2 separate regions of the Mus musculus genome follow, and region 2 is linked to region 1. A link is a contact called in public Hi-C data. All regions are on one chromosome and are shown on one strand. The core of a region is the stretch at or near the end of the contact, and the rest is flanking DNA. Distances in the headings are between cores, read along the strand shown. Region 1 holds the start of Abhd6 (abhydrolase domain containing 6). Region 2 holds the start of Fezf2 (Fez family zinc finger 2).

The links. Hi-C and Micro-C count contacts between places; a contact is called where the count stands out from the background.
Region 2: a Hi-C map of embryonic stem cells shows a contact between it and region 1, with 12 times the contacts expected there. The contact joins the promoter of Fezf2 here to the promoter of Abhd6 in region 1. A contact is called at or near these places in 1 of 39 promoter capture datasets (cranial neural crest) and 3 of 484 Hi-C or Micro-C datasets (all in embryonic stem cells).

What each region holds. Positions count from the first base shown.
Region 1 is chr14:7,997,797-8,005,408 of GRCm38.p6, reverse strand. Abhd6 (abhydrolase domain containing 6) reads right to left here and starts at 2,521. Exons shown (of 9, transcript NM_025341.4): 1 at 2,446-2,521. Gm30244 (predicted gene, 30244) reads left to right here and starts at 1,355. Exons shown (of 2, transcript NR_168596.1): 1 at 1,355-1,544; 2 at 1,695-1,917.
Region 2 is chr14:12,340,371-12,348,080 of GRCm38.p6, reverse strand. It overlaps Fezf2 (Fez family zinc finger 2), which reads left to right and starts at 2,216. Exons shown (of 5, transcript NM_080433.3): 1 at 2,216-2,494; 2 at 2,843-3,732; 3 at 4,029-4,163; 4 at 4,310-4,442; 5 at 5,323-6,189. The coding sequence starts at 2,896. The coding sequence ends at 5,585.

The DNA.
Region 1 (7,612 bases), core at 1,272-3,771:
GTCTGTCTGTCTGTCTTGGAGAGCGCTAAAGACTCCCTGATGATCAGAGAACCATAATTTGCTTATTTAGCTATGCCAGGGATTAACCCAGGGCCTATCACTTCCTGGGTGAGCGTTCTAACACTATCTTCCTTACTCCCCAACCCATAAAGGTGAACTTTAGAAAAATTAACTGGTACCAAGAACACAGGTGCCATATTTCTATTCCCTATATTACAAGAGTATTAATAAATACTTCTTATTAATAAATAAGAAGTTAGCCACAGGGGCTAAACCTGGCTAAACAGTTAAGAGCACTGGCTGCTCTTGCAAAGAACCCAGGTTCAATTCCCAGCACCTACATGGTGGCTCACAAACATCTGTAACTCCAGTTCCATGGGAATCTTACACCCGCATATAACTTCCTTAGGTACCAGGCATACACATAATATACAGACATACATGCAGACAAACCATCCATATACATTAGTAAAAATTAAAAAAAAAAAGGAAGTTCTTAAAACTAGGTAGAAAGTCAGTGGCTCAGTGACACTGAGGTCAAACTCAGTGTCTTGGGAAGGGACATTTTTGAAAGTCTCAGAGAACTGTCCCTTAAGAATTGTATCAACCAGACACACACCTTGTGGTACTATCAGGGCAGTAACTCCAGTGACATTCTTTAAGTGGCTTAGGACAGAGCCAGGAAGTCAGTACTTAACTTTATGTTAGCCATTATAATTACATTCAATTTTTCAATACCAGCTAGGAGCAGCCGGGCAGTCACAAGGGATTTTTGAGCAGGGAGTGAAGCAATGGTTGTTTTCAAGGTCCCAGCTAGAGCAGGACTTCCTTTTGTTAACCACCTAGCACCTAACTCAAAATACTTATCCCCTGCACACACAGCTGACTGATTGTGCCCCACTACGTGGATGTGGTCTCTCCCTAGATCTGTGGACCCGGGAATGAATCATGTGCTCTGTCCTGCAGCTAGCATTTCACAATCTGCATCTCTAGGATGACCAGAAAGCCTCGGGGATGATAAAACGAGTTCTGGCTGTCAAAGTAGTTAGACCAGCATCCTGACTCCGCCAAAAGCTGGGAAGCACAACTTGAAAGGAGGCACATTTGATATTAGTGGAAGAAGAGAGATGTTAGGGGAAGTACAGAAGTCTGGTCATGGTAGGGGAGGTGACATGAGACTAGGTCATTTGGGACTAGGTCATTTGGGACTAGGTCATTTGGGAGTGTTAGACAGCCAGACAGGACTTGGAGAATGGACTGGCCCCTCCCATCATGAGTTTTGGGTTCCACCTCTGGTATCCCTGGCAACGCATTCTTTTTTTAAGAAAAGGAAGCGTCATAATTGCCTTTCTTTAATATTTCAAGTGCCATATGCAGGGGAGGAAGCTAGAGGCAGGTGGTCTTTGTTGATTCCCAGAAAAAGACCGCGTTTCCTCCCGGTAAAGCACGGTCTTTAAGAATTGATCCAACTGGACTTGTCAGTCACCTAGCCAGGAGACCGCCTCTTAGCAAAGCTGATATGCCTGAAGACTGCTAAGGTAATGGTACGTACAATAATCACCTTCATGAGATAAGTACATACAGACCCCACAAAGCGGCTGCTTACACGTCTTCACTGCTCAGTTTACCCGCTTTTCTGAGCTCTCTTTCAAAAATCCAATTTTCCCCTTCCCCCCTTTCCGCCTCTTCTTCAGATCCTAAGCACGCTTGCCCTGACATTCTGAACACTCACTCCCAGACATTCGGAACTCCTTCCATACAGCTGCTTGCAGACTTCCCATTGCTGCGCCTGTTTTGACCCTACTTCAAAGGACACGAGGTAGGGTCTTCCTCTTCCTCTACCATCAGCCACAGAGATTTACATCTTGCCTGCCCAGTTTTCTCTCAAACTCCAAAAACAAGGTCTTTAAGCTTTGACATTTTTTTTTTAAATCAACGAGACTACGAATCCTCAAAAGGGTGCCGAGATTCCCTGGTACCAGGAGAGCGAGTTGTAGCCCTGCTCCAGGGTGGTGTAGGAAGCAAGGAGTTGGGGGGAGCGCGGGACTAAATCCATCCTGGCACTAGGAGAAAGGCACCGCGGCTGCTACAAGCGCGGAGCATCCGGAGGAGGAAGAGAAATAGGATGCAGATTCCACTTCTCACTCTATCCCTGGGTTTAAGGAGGCTGGCAGGCGGCCAACCAGTGGCGACGAGACCCGGCTTGGGGACGTCTCAGGCCTTTACCCGGGATTTGCACCTTAAGAGAGAGCGGGAAAATGGAATACGAAGGGAGGTTTGTATCTGGGACTTATCTGCATTCACCCTTGCGATGCTGGGGTGAAGAAGGGACTGGTCTCGGAAAGTGGGAGCAGGTGGTCAGGTCGTAGGAATGGGAGGCTGCCATCCCTCTCCTAAGAGCGTAGCCACCGTCGCCTTTCCTTCTGCCTCGCTCACCAGACCTACCTCAGTGACCGCGGTCCTGCTGCCCGTTCGCCGCCCTCCAGTCCCAGGTCCCCGCACCTGCGCACTCTCGCTCTCGGCAGTGGGCTTGGCTTGACTCCTTAAAGGCGCAACGCACTCGCTCGCGCCCTCCGACAGAAAAACCCTCCCAGCCCGCATCAGGCGTCGTCTCAGCAGCTGGAATTTGTTTGGAGGACGCTCTCCAGGGGACGCTCCCCATCCCCGGTTCAAAAAATATCAAACCCGGAGATACAGTCAGTATCCCTCCCCGGAGCGCCTCTCCGCACGAGCACCCATTGGCCAAGCCGAATCATCCCTTTCACAAAAAGTGCTGGGGGGGGGGGGTCATTAGGGCGCAGGCATAGCCACTCTGCCCTGCGAAGCCACGAAGCACGTGGGGTACTGTTTCGTTTATTGAGCATCTACTGTTTGCCTGGCACTACTGAGTATCACACCAAAAAGATTTATGCAGGGTCTTGGCCCTGAGAGCTTAGGAAATCCAAAGCAAATCCAAAACTCAATCCTGACTTACTTCTCAGCACCATATAAAAAAGCTCCTGGTTGAAAAAGTCCTCCAAGGGGAACGCGGTTCAGAATAGAATGAAATGTACCCAATAACGCAATTTAGTTCAAGTGACCAGATCAAGAGAAAAGGCCACTCATCGTGCCAAATAGAAACATCCCTGTGGTCTTCAATAGCCTATGCTTTTGAAGGTCCCACTTCAGGTAGGGCAGAGAGGCAAGCAGATCTAGAACCCCTGAGGTGTGACTCTGATTTCTAACAAAGGGCTCCCCCTGGTTACTAGATGCAGCCAGAATCCAGGGCTCAGGAAAGCATTGAAGTTAGACTGGGGGTAACTGCAGCACTAGTTTCAACAGCACTTTTCAAGGGACATAAGATTGTTCTAAAATCCGTAGGAATGAGCAGAGTCAAGAAAAGCAAAAACATCCCTAATTTTAAAAAGGGGGGGGGGAGCCCTCAGGACTTAGAACAGGAGCACAGTAGTTCACACATGAGGCACAGCACAGAGATGGATTTTTAAGAAGCCGATGAGGGCAGTGGTGGGGCACACCTTTAATCCTAGCACTCCAATGGCAGAGCCAGGTGGATCTCTGAGTTTGAGGCCAGCCTGGTCTACAGAGCAAGCTGGATCTCTTGAGTCTATAGAGTGAGTTGCAGGACAACGAAACTGTTGAGAAAGAAAGAGAAAGGAAGGAAGAAAAAGGAAGGAAGAAAGGAAGGAAGGGAGAGAGAGAGGGAGGGAGGGAGGGAGGGAGGGAGGGAGGGAGGGAGGGAGGGAGGGAGGCAGGCAGGCAGGCAGGCAGGCAGGCAGGCAGGCAAGCAGCACACCTACTTCCCTCTCCTGTGAACTGAGGTTAGAGGGGACAGTGAATCACAAAGCAGCATAGGACAATCTGTGTGGGCGGCCAAACAAACAAGTAACCCTATCACTGCAGCTGGCGGCACAGTGGGCTGCACGGGGAGTGGAAACAGCTCCAGTGTGTGAGCCACTTGATCCCGAAGTGGCAGGGAACAGGCTGAGCTCAGAGTGAGAATGGTGACAGATGCTGAAACACAGCCAGTGAGGTGCTGTGGAAGAGAGCTAGAAGAAAGCAGCTGGTAGAGAGCAGAGTGATCGGCTTTCCGCCCTTTTCAGGCCAGGTCCCAAGCAGATTGGTCTGGTTAAGGGCAGGTGAGCAGTTAGCCTTTGGCGGAACTTCTCCTCCTTCCCTAGTTTGGGCGTAACGTTTCGGTTTGTGTGCATTAACCCCCTTGCTTTCAGCGGCAGCCTGTGAGTCTGCTGTTTAACCATAGGGAAACCGAACCTCAGTTTTGGGTAACTTGTCCAAAGTCACTGCAGGGGTGATAAGGGCCTGTCAACCAACCTGGCGCTCTGGAGGACCTCCGAGGCTTTGTGAGACACATGCTGCAGGCTGAGGTAAAGACTCCACTGAATTCACAACCTGTGGGAGACATTGGAGAAACTGGGGGGACTGTTGGAAATGCACCTCATTTTAGTGACGACGCCTCCTCACCATTGCGGCTACATTTGAACACAGCTAGGTTGGATGTGAGTGGGTCTCCATGGAAACAGCTTCCACTGACTTTCTGTAGAGAATTGGCTTTTAGTCCCAGAATTAATTCTAAATACAGTTTCTGGACTTTCTCTGTACCACCTTTACACAGGAGCTCCTTAGGGCAATGCAAAGCAAAGGATGAGGGCACTGGTTGGTCTCTGGCATGTCAATTCTGCCGATCACTCAATGGACACTCTGAGAATTTGTCTACTCTCTCTCAGCTCCAGCTTATACCCTACTATACAATAGGGACAGTATAGCATTTACCTCTTACATTTATCCATGTTAAGAAATTCTTAGGTAAAATAAATATTATGTCTACTACTTCTTGCTTGCCCATCCTCTGCGTCCTAACCTAACCCTAATGCCAGAATGATCAATTAATTCCGATTTGCCTGTGACTTGTTTATTTAGTGTTGCAAAACTAGTACCCTAGGGACTGAGTTGATATCACGCTTGGGCAAACTGGAAAGTCTAAAGTAGCCAATGGGACGCAAGGCGATTTGAGCTAGAGATTTAGTGTGGCAATTCAAATTTGTGACTGACTTTTGGCCATTGGATACAGATATTTCAGAGACCCAGAAAACTCAGTGAAACTGAAGACAAGCCCATTAATTCCTTAACTCTGAGTTAAGGCAGAAGGCATTTTGGTCATCCTTTCATGCTTTTCTTAGTCTGAGTTCTGTTGGTATAACAGAATACTGGGCTGATTTATAAAGAAACAAGAGCCAGGTGTGGTGGCTGCTTGACTTTAATCCCAGCATTCAGGAGACAGAGGCAGGTGGATCTCTGTGCGTTCCAGGCCAGTTCTGGTCTACAGAGCTAGTTATATACATATAGCTAGGAAATGTAGGGCTGTTATACAGAGAAAAGCCTGTCTTGAAAATGAAACAAATACAAGACAAAACAAAACAAATAAACAATTCCACCATCACCACCACCACCACCAACAACAAAACTAGGTTCATCTTGTCTCTCGGCTCAGAAGGCTGGAAGGTCCGGTCAGGGAGGTGCTGTGTGCTACTGACTGCTTCAACACATTGCAGAAAACATGGGGAGGAAGAAGCAGAGTGAGAAGAAAGCAGAACCCAGTGGGAGGATTGGTTTGTAACAACCTGGAGGTGAGATAGTCTTCCATGTAGCTTAGACTGTCTCACTCAACCTGCGTACACCTGTGGAGTCCTGGGATGACAGGCATGTGACATCACACCTGGCTTAATGTGTCGTTCTTGCTAGAACAAGCCCAGTCCTGTAGAAGAGGACTGCTCCCTCTTAGTCATTAATCTTGTTTTAATGGTTCCACCACCTCTTAACACAGTTCTATCAATCATATTCCGTAACGCAACCTCCACCCTTGTGAGGGCAAACTGTTGAGAAAGTGTCTGGAAAGCCCCACTGTGTACAATGATTCCACATACCACATCAAGAACTACTCGTGTCAAAGTGTCCAGAGCTGATGTCTTAAATCAGAACACTATGGACTGGAATGGCACTGACCTGCATCTAAGTTTGGTCTGGGGGCCTCTTCGGAGGCTCTCCTCTACAGAGGAATTCCCTGTCTTAGAGTGTCATTCCCACCTGGAGAGTCACTTGTGAGTCACCATTTAGTTGAGGTTTGACAGCTGCTCCAACCTGCTTTCCTACTCTGCCTTTTCAGCTGGTGTGGCTTCTGATGGATTAACCTATGGAAGCCTAATGTAGGATGACTCAGAAGAAGATATGATGCTCCGAGAACATGACTCATAATCCACTGGGGACCCCTATGCCACAGTCTGGGTGTCCAGAGAGCTTGGTGTTTCTGTGTATTTGAAACTCGTCAGAATCAAAATGGAGCTTCTTACCCTAACACAAACCAGGAGCTTCTGAGGGAAACGCTCCTGGCTCTGTCATTTGGCAGTGATTACCACCAAAAACACTCTTCTAGAACCGCTACCATACACAAAGGCCATCACAGTGACTCACAGAATTATTTCTAGACAAGCACGGTGGCACATACCTGTAATTCCAGTACAGGAAACATTGAGACAGGAGAATGGCAAGTTTAAAGTCAGCCTAGGCTACCTGAGACCAGAAAAAAAGTGGGGGAGGGGGAGGAAGGGAGAAGGGGGGGGAGAGAGAGAGAGAGAGAGAGAGCTAGACACATTCAGAGAGCTTTTACTATATAATTGGACTGTGTGCTTTCAGATAGTCAAAGTTATGATGGAGGGAGGGGTCATATAATGTTCGAGTGAGAATAAAGATGTTCTAAGGGAAATACTGTCAGACCAGTCTCCTGTCAGGCAGAGGGGGGCGACTTGCCTCCCAGGAAGTGATTTCATGGAGTTCTGACAAAATGTGGGACCACTTTTCAGATCAGACTAGACAGTGATGCATCTGTGACAGGCAGGGTCAGACCTTAGCCTGCACTGGTTTTTTTTTTGTTTGTTTGTTTGTTTGTTTGTTTGGTTGGTTGGTTGGTTTTTTTTGGTTTGGCTTTTTTGAGACAGGGTTTCTCTGTATAGCCCTGGCTGTCCTGGAATTCACTTTGTAGACCAGGTTGGCCTCGAACTCAGAAATCCGCCTGCCTCTGCCTCCCGAGTGCTGGAATTAAAGGCGTGCACCACCACCACCTGGCTAGCCTGCACTGTTAATGATGCATATCTTTTGCCTTCCAGGTAGTCACTGTCCTAGTTGTCCCTCTTCCCAGTGTGACCAACTGAAGGGATCTCCTTTCTCTGCTTTTCACTTTCACTTCTCTTTAAGGCCCATTGAGGACAGGTGGCGAGCCTGGCTTGTCAGGAATGCCAGTGCGCAGTTGTGACATTAGAGGGGACCCAAGGCAAGACTGCTACACAGATGCGTAATTTAGATGGGATCCCGGGGGACGGGGGGTACTATGAAGGACATTACTAAACTGGCTGGCAAAACCGGAGTAATATTATAGATTAGGTAACAATACTGTATCATTGTTAAACCTGGTTTTGGTAATACTCATCTGGATATAAAGAAAACATACTTGTTCCTGGGTCATGCACCCTGATGTTTAAGGGTAAAAAGTCACACTGTCTGAATCCTGCACCTGAATTGAAAAACTTGTACACAGAGCAGCTAG
Region 2 (7,710 bases), core at 967-3,466, 4.3 Mb before region 1:
TTCCACAGGAAAGTCGGGATAGAAATTCAGGTTTTGAGGATGCAGGTGAACTGATATTATCTCAGTCAGTGCTGGGTGAGTGGTTTGCTTCAGATTTGGTGGGAGAGAAGGGTCATCTATAAGTTTGTCATTTACATAGAGATGGGGGACATTGGGTGTGGACTTACATCCCCCGTGGGAATGTCTTAAATTGAATGGGCGGTGTGAAAATATTCTTCTCCAGTTGGGCAGGACTCTAGCTTTGATACCTGGAAGTTTCAGCTTTGTGTGTGTGGTGGTGGATATTAAGGAGACAGACTCATAATTGCTGAATTTGAGGACAGTTTCAGAGTTTGGCAGGATGAGATTATTAGTCTATCATAGACCATTTCCACTGTCACTTCTCCTTGGAGATCTCTGTCTGTTGGCCCCCACCCCCACCCGTTCCCCAGCTATACTTTTCTTTTCTCTACCTGCTCCATCCACACCTGATCTGAAATGGCCATCGGAGGAGACACAGCTAGATAGGTGGATGGAAGGAAAGAGTTTTGCCGAGGATAGGATGTTGTTCGGCTGCAGTCCAAACTAGAGCTTTGCTCGTCCGTCTGGCGTTGGATGGACAGTTTTCCCTGGGATGGGTAGTAGTGGGCCGGGGATCAGATGGACACTCAGCTGCAAACGGAGAAGAGGGTTTGCCTTCACCGGCACTTTCCCCGGCTCCGCTGATGCTATATCTCTGGAGAAGGAATTGACTATCAAACCCTCAACCCTGTTTGCTCATATTATACCCACCGTAATCCTCTTAAACTGCCTTTGCGGCTACAAAGCTCTTGGTCTTGCAAAAGCCGGCTGGCAAGATATAATTGTCCGACGAACAAAAACAGCCAAAAGTTTTCAAAAACCCCATGCACAGCCCCTCTTTTCCCTAAACCTAATTCTCTCCTTCTCTAGCTAGCCCCCCCCCCCCCATAAGAACCCTCAGCCTCGACCACTTTTGTTGTCACCAAGAGCACCCGGCCTGTTGAAAGTGCTGGAGCTTCTTTGAGCAGTTTGTTGTGATACGCAGGTGGAATGGTCTGCAAACATGAATTCAGCCCCTCCAAACCCAGCGCCGAGCGCTCTGCTTTTGTGCGCCCGGCACAAAAACGCTGAATTCCTCCGAACTTACTTGGGGCCTGTCTAGAAAAGAGCCTTTTCTTCCCTCTGCTTGTACCTCTGGCCACACTAAGTCTTTGCCCGCCCCCCTTCAGACCCCCTCCTTCTCCCCTCTGATAATCCTTCTTTTTATTTTAGAAAAACACAAAACCCGGTTCCACGCGGTGCTTTAGTGGCTAAAAGTGAAAGAGCTGCCTTGGCAGAATTCAGCTCTATGAATCACTTCGGAAAATTGGTTCGACTGAATGGCCTTAGGAGGAAAAACGTTTTAATAGGATCCAGGGGAGGTTCTGCTGTTTCAATCTGCTCCTTAAACAGGTGGAGATTGGACCTTCTCAATTATACAAACAGTAAGTACCCAACAGCGGGAGAGCTGCCCTCCGAATCCTCCCCGCACGCAGCCCTAAACCAGGCGCAGAGCCTGCCTTTGCCTCTCAAACCCGATCACAAATCAGCAATTCGGATCGATTAGCTTCTCAAAGAGCCCTAGGCCTCTCAGGGCAAGAATCCCCCAGCCCTACTGAAAAAGTGGGCCAGAGAGCTGCAGGCGCACCCACCCTTCCCCAGGTCCCCAGGACCCCGGCACGCCGCCTGCCCTCCCGGACTCTTCGAGGTCGTCCTTAGGCGGCGGGGAGCTCTCTCTCGACCTCCGACGCCAGCCAAGGCGAGCTCGTTGCTTTTGCATAAATTAATATTTCCCCATTAACAAGTTCCCCCCTCCAAACGCGACGCCCGCGTCCATGCGCCACATCCTAATGAGGTAATTATCATTTGCGCGTGTTCGGGGCTGGCGCTGGCTCCGTAGGTAAATGGCAGTTTATTAGCACGGTGCCCAGTTCGGCTGCGCAGGGCTAAGGGATACTTTGGTGATTAGACGGACACCAGGGGCCCTTTGAGGTAGCGCGTCGGGGACACCCCGCCTTCCCCGCGTACCCTAAAACTGTAGGCCCCCCAAAGTTGTGAATCACCCAAGGAACTCTGCCTAGGTTTGGGTTTGGGCGGCCCCCACCTCCTTCCACCGGCAAAACCATCACGATTCTTCCCCCTCCCCCCTCCCTCTCTTCCCTCCTTCCCGATTCGCAAACCGCTCGCACTTTCCCGAAGGGAGCGCGGGCGCTAGTTGCCTCCTTTAAAGTTTGAGGGGCGGTGGCGGCGGCCGGCAGGCGCGGGGGAACGCAGGGTCCTCAACGGGAGTCGCGCCGCCGCCCATGTCATTCCACTTCAAGTGACTTCATGTGATGTCAGCTGAATGTAAAAGACAGTGATCTCACGCGGAGGGGAAGATGTTTGCCATCAAAATGTGACAGAAGAGACACGCTGCATGGCTCGGAACGCATCTCCTTGGCGGTGGGGGAAAGAGGTAAAAGCGAGGTGGTTCTTCCGGCCCTCTTTAACTTTGCTCTTTCAGTGCCCAGTTCCCAGCACGCGTGGCGAAGGCCTGGGTCCAGGGAAGGGCTGGGAGTGTTAATTTGAGACTCCTTTCTTCTACCCCTTCTCCTTTCCTTTGTACAGCCTCCCCCTTCTTCCCCCTTTCATAGTCCCAGGGCAATAGCTGGTGGGTTCCTTTGCGCGCCGGGTTAATGGGCGGTAATTTGGTACCCTTGGGTGCACTTTGTTCTGCTTCTGTTCATTTGAATGCAAATGGGTGACCGGGCCGACTAGGTGCTTATTAAATTGCGGTTTCCCCCCTGCCTTTTCCGGAATGCAGACTTAGAGGAGAGAGGCTGTGCCCTGGCCCAGCCTGGCCCAGCTTGGCGCGCCATGGCCAGCTCAGCTTCCCTGGAGACCATGGTGCCCCCGGCCTGCCCGCGCGCTGGAGCGTCACCGGCCACTTCTAAAACACTAGCTTTCTCTATCGAGCGCATCATGGCCAAGACGTCCGAGCCCCGAGCGCCTTTCGAGCCCCGGCCTGCTGCGTTAGAGGCAGACAGCAGCCAGAGCAAGAAACTGCTCAACCTCTGCTCGCCGCTGCCCTGTATGATCCCTCTCCAGCCTCTAGGCTACGAGGTGCCGTCCAAGACGCTGCTCAGTTACTCGGAGTTCTGGAAGAGCAGCCTCCGGGCGGGCGGCGGTGGAGGAGGAGGCAGCGGCGGGGGGGCCCCAGTGTGCGGCGCCAGCGGCTTGTGCAAAACCAACTGTGGCGTGTGCTGCAAGGCCGAACTGGGCCTCGCGCCTTCTGCGCTGCCCGCCGGCAGGGTCATCAAACCGCAGGTCATCAACCAGGCTGTGGGGCTGCCTGCCAGCGGCTCTCTCTACTACTTCAACTACCTGGACTCCACCGCTTACCCACCTTCGGAGCTCCTCGGAGGCCACCTTTTCCCATCCGGCCTCCTCAACGCACAGGCCCCCACTTCCCTGGCTGCTCACCCCAAGCTTTTTCTGCTGGAGAACGCCAAACTGGCCAGCCTGGCTGCGGACAAGTTCCCCCACCCAGCTTCCTATCCCCATAAGGAGCGCTTGCATGCGCCACTGGAGCAGGTGCTGAAGGAGAACTCGGCCTTGACAGCTGAACGAGGGGGAGTCAAGAGCCACAGCAAACTACCGGGGGGCTCTACTGACAGCAAACCCAAAAACTTCACCTGCGAAGTGTGCGGCAAGGTGAGGCCTACGGTTCTGGGGGGAGGGAGCTAGTAGCCCCTGACTTTCTTGGGCTGCCTTGTACACCTTTCTCTCAAGCAGAGGAGCTTCCCAATAGCTGCGCGCTCCGTTCGATGCTCAGTTGAGCCTCAGTTTCCTATTCTGTAAAATGGGGCTGTAAAATCGCCACACAGTTGACAAAAGGACTTGCTGGCTTCAGATGGGATGGTTGGTTAAGGGAGGTAAATTGTAGCCTCCGGGCCTGATTCTAGGCCCTTGGCAGACTCAGCCTAAGTTCCGCTCTCATCCTTCCATAGGTGTTCAATGCTCACTATAACCTCACCCGCCACATGCCTGTCCACACCGGAGCTAGACCGTTTGTGTGCAAAGTCTGTGGCAAAGGCTTCCGCCAGGCCAGCACTCTCTGCAGACACAAAATTATCCATACCCAGGTACGTGGCCCCTAGATCAGGCCCAGTCGGCGAACATCACTGCCCTAGTCTGAGCGGTAGTATTGGATTCTCCTTAACCTTGGTGGGGGGCTCTACTGTCCCTTGCCTAGGTCTCAGCCTTACTGTACGCACGCCCCTCTTCGCAGGAAAAACCACATAAGTGTAACCAGTGCGGCAAAGCCTTCAATCGCAGCTCCACGCTCAACACGCACATCCGCATCCACGCGGGCTACAAGCCCTTCGTCTGCGAGTTTTGTGGCAAAGGCTTTCACCAAAAAGGTAAGGTACTAAGCTAGGCACTCCCTCATCTCATCTTTAGGGTTCAGAGGGTCGCAGGGGAGGGGGAGTGTGCTGAGAATGAGGTGAGTGTGGTAGAGGCAGCACAAAAGCCGCAGGCTAGGGCGCAGCAATTCTTTGGAATAGGGTTGTGCAGACAGAGGTAGACGCTTTCCTGGCTGGGTTGGTAGACCTCGCTGGATTCAGGCTTGACTCTCGGGAGCACTGAATTTTGGAGCTGAGAATTAAGGAAAGGGGCAAAAAGGAAACATAGAGAGTATGGCTTCCCTTTGTAAGCACTACTTCCTTTTTTTTTTTTTTTTTAATCTAAGCAGTATCTTCCTATAGGAAGAATTTAAGATTGAGAGGTTTGGGGGTTGGGGGCAGGTCACCAGTGCTCCCAGACCCTGGGACTCTACTCAATTTCAAATGTAATTTTGTATCTTGAGATAGCAATGGGGATGTGGGGGGGGGGCGGGGAGGGTCGGTTCTAAGAACAGAGCTACCGAGCCTAGATTTTTGCGGATTTCTTGGAGCGAGGCATCAGCTCTAAGAACCCACTGCCTTCTTAGGCTGCACAAAAGTTTCCCAGCCCGCAGAGCTCGGCAGGAGGAACGCTTTGTGGGCCTCTGCACCGGCAGAGCAGGGCCTGTGTCGGCTGGGTAAGACCTGGTCCACCGTCCTTTCAGGAGCGCTCCGGCCTTGATGCAGACGAAGTTTGACAACTTCTTAGTTTGGAGAGGTCAAGCCTGCCTAGTCAAGCATCGCCTTCTGAGCTACTGCAGGGACTGAGGGCTGGTGGTGCAGGGTTTGGGGGAGGTCTTATTCCACTACAAACCCCTACGTTTTTGTTTTTGTTGTTGTTGTTTTTGCTCTTCCGTAGGGAACTACAAGAATCACAAGCTCACCCACAGCGGCGAGAAGCAGTACAAATGCACTATCTGTAACAAGGCCTTCCATCAGGTCTACAATCTGACCTTCCACATGCACACCCACAACGACAAGAAGCCTTTCACGTGTGCCACTTGCGGCAAAGGTTTTTGCAGAAACTTTGACTTAAAGAAACATGTGCGCAAACTTCATGACAGCGTGGGTCCCACCGCCACCCCCTCAGCAAAGGACCTAGCCAGGACAGTTCAGAGCTGAGAGCTACTGCCTTGTCCGTTCTTCCTGCCCTGTACCAACCCAAGCAGATCTCACGTATAAACTTATTTCTAAAATTAAAAGAAAAAAAAACTATAGCAGAGAGGCTAAAATCTATTTATCGAAACCAGCATATTTTTGGGGAAATGTAAACGTGTCCTCGATGACCGGCACAAACGCGTGGCTCCCACCTTTGTACATTCAGGAAACGTATTTAAATCCAGTGCGCTGAAACATATTTAATTCCAGGCCTCCGCTTCTCCTCAGGCAGCCGGCTTTTAATCCCAGCCTGTCACCGTGAGCGCCCAGAAGAGCGTGATGCCCCTGCCATCTTCACTCAACCTTGTAATCTCTCCTGTACAAGCGAACACGGAATATTACATATATATGACTCAATAAATAGAACCATTAGTGCGCGTCTTCTTTTCCCCATCCCCTCGCCACGAGGTCAGCTCAACAAATCCAAAGAAGGAGGTGGAACTAAGCATTTATAGCTTTTCCTTTCCCAAATGTAACTTTCTTGGGACACCGGGGCCAAGCTAAGGTTAAACCGTACTCCTGGTATGCTGGTATATTAAAGCACCCAGGAGCATGGGCCGAAACACTTCCATCCGGCTCCATCAATAGCCCAAGGTTTGATTTGGTGACTGAGCAGATACTTGGGATTCTTATTTGGGTGAGAAAAAAATTTAAGGGTCAAAAGTGGCTGGATGCTGTGGAATGGCCTTTGGGTATCCCGAGCGTAACAGCATGCAATTTAGGAAAAAGGCTGGGGTTTAAGGAGCGCAACCCTGGTCCTAGCCTCCTCTGACAGAGACAGCTAGAGGCTGTCCAGCCTAGGCCGTGCTGTTGAGCTCTTGGTGTCCTTTGCCTGCACTTCAGGTCTGGGCTGGCTGATCGGTAAGCGGCACCCTGCCGCGGGAGGGCGCGCCCAGCTCCCGGAGCTGGCCGATGTGTCCTCCCTGGTCGTGATTACCACGCAGTTAGCCCACTTCCTCAATAGCTATCTCTGCCGCCGTGCACGCTGATGAAATGATCTCACGCTTGCTTTCTAAGTAATGACCCAAATTAAGAGAGAAAACAGAGACCCTTCAAACAGCATTACATTAATCATCTAATCATTCCCAGGAGGGGGCCGGCTGCCGCCGCCCCGTTTGATCCGAATCTAGATAATCAAGAGCTCGGATTACTGGCGCGTCGCGCCTGGCCTCCTCCCTCCACCCCCACCCCCTCCACACTTTTAATATCAGCGCGGTGATTCAGCCCACGTCTTCTGGAACATTGTTCTTCTACACCAGAGGAAACGCGGCGCGGGGCCCGGGAGTGCTCTTCCACGCAGCCTCCGAGTTGAGGGGGTGAGAACTGCTGAGCGCTGACCCCATCCGGATTTGCACCGCGGGTGGAGGCTATTTGGAGGGAAGGATGGTTACTGCAAAGGGCAATCCCAGGTAACTCTTGACAGTAACTAGTGAGGGTTAGCCCAACGCGTTGTATACAGTAGGCACTCATTACTGAGAGCGCCACTGACTTCCACCAGAGAGAGAGAGAGAGAGAGAGAGAGAGAGAGAGAGAGAGAGAGAGAGAGAGAGAGATCCTCTTATTTCTAGAGCTCTTTCCCAGGCAGGCACTCAACACCTTTACTGTGGCTTTAGCAACAATTTGCAAGCTGTGTGTGTGTGTGTGTGTGTGTGTGTGTGTGTGTGTGTGTGTGTGTGTGTGTGATTATTCCCACTCTGCAGAGAAAAAGTAGAGGCAGAGAGACCATCTAAATGACACGCCCAGAGTTTCCCGGCTACGAAGGGCAGAGCTCCAAAGTCCGGGCTTCTAAGAGACCATCGCTTCCTTCAGATTTCATTGATGGAAAGCAGTCTCAGGCTTGTGGCCTGGAGATGCTCCTGGCCAGGGTGGAAGATCTCTCCTGCTCACAGCCAAACCTTCTGTCCTGGGCCCCCTCCCAATCTGAAGACCCATTGCGTTGAGAAGGAGAATTGTCGATTTTGTTTGCACAGAGGACAGCGACAGCTTCCTCAGGCTGTCGCAGGGGTATTTTTAGTACCTCCGATTCAGAAATAGGAACGCGTACATTAGAATTCCATTTCCTGAAAGGAGAGCGTCCTCGTTTTTTTGT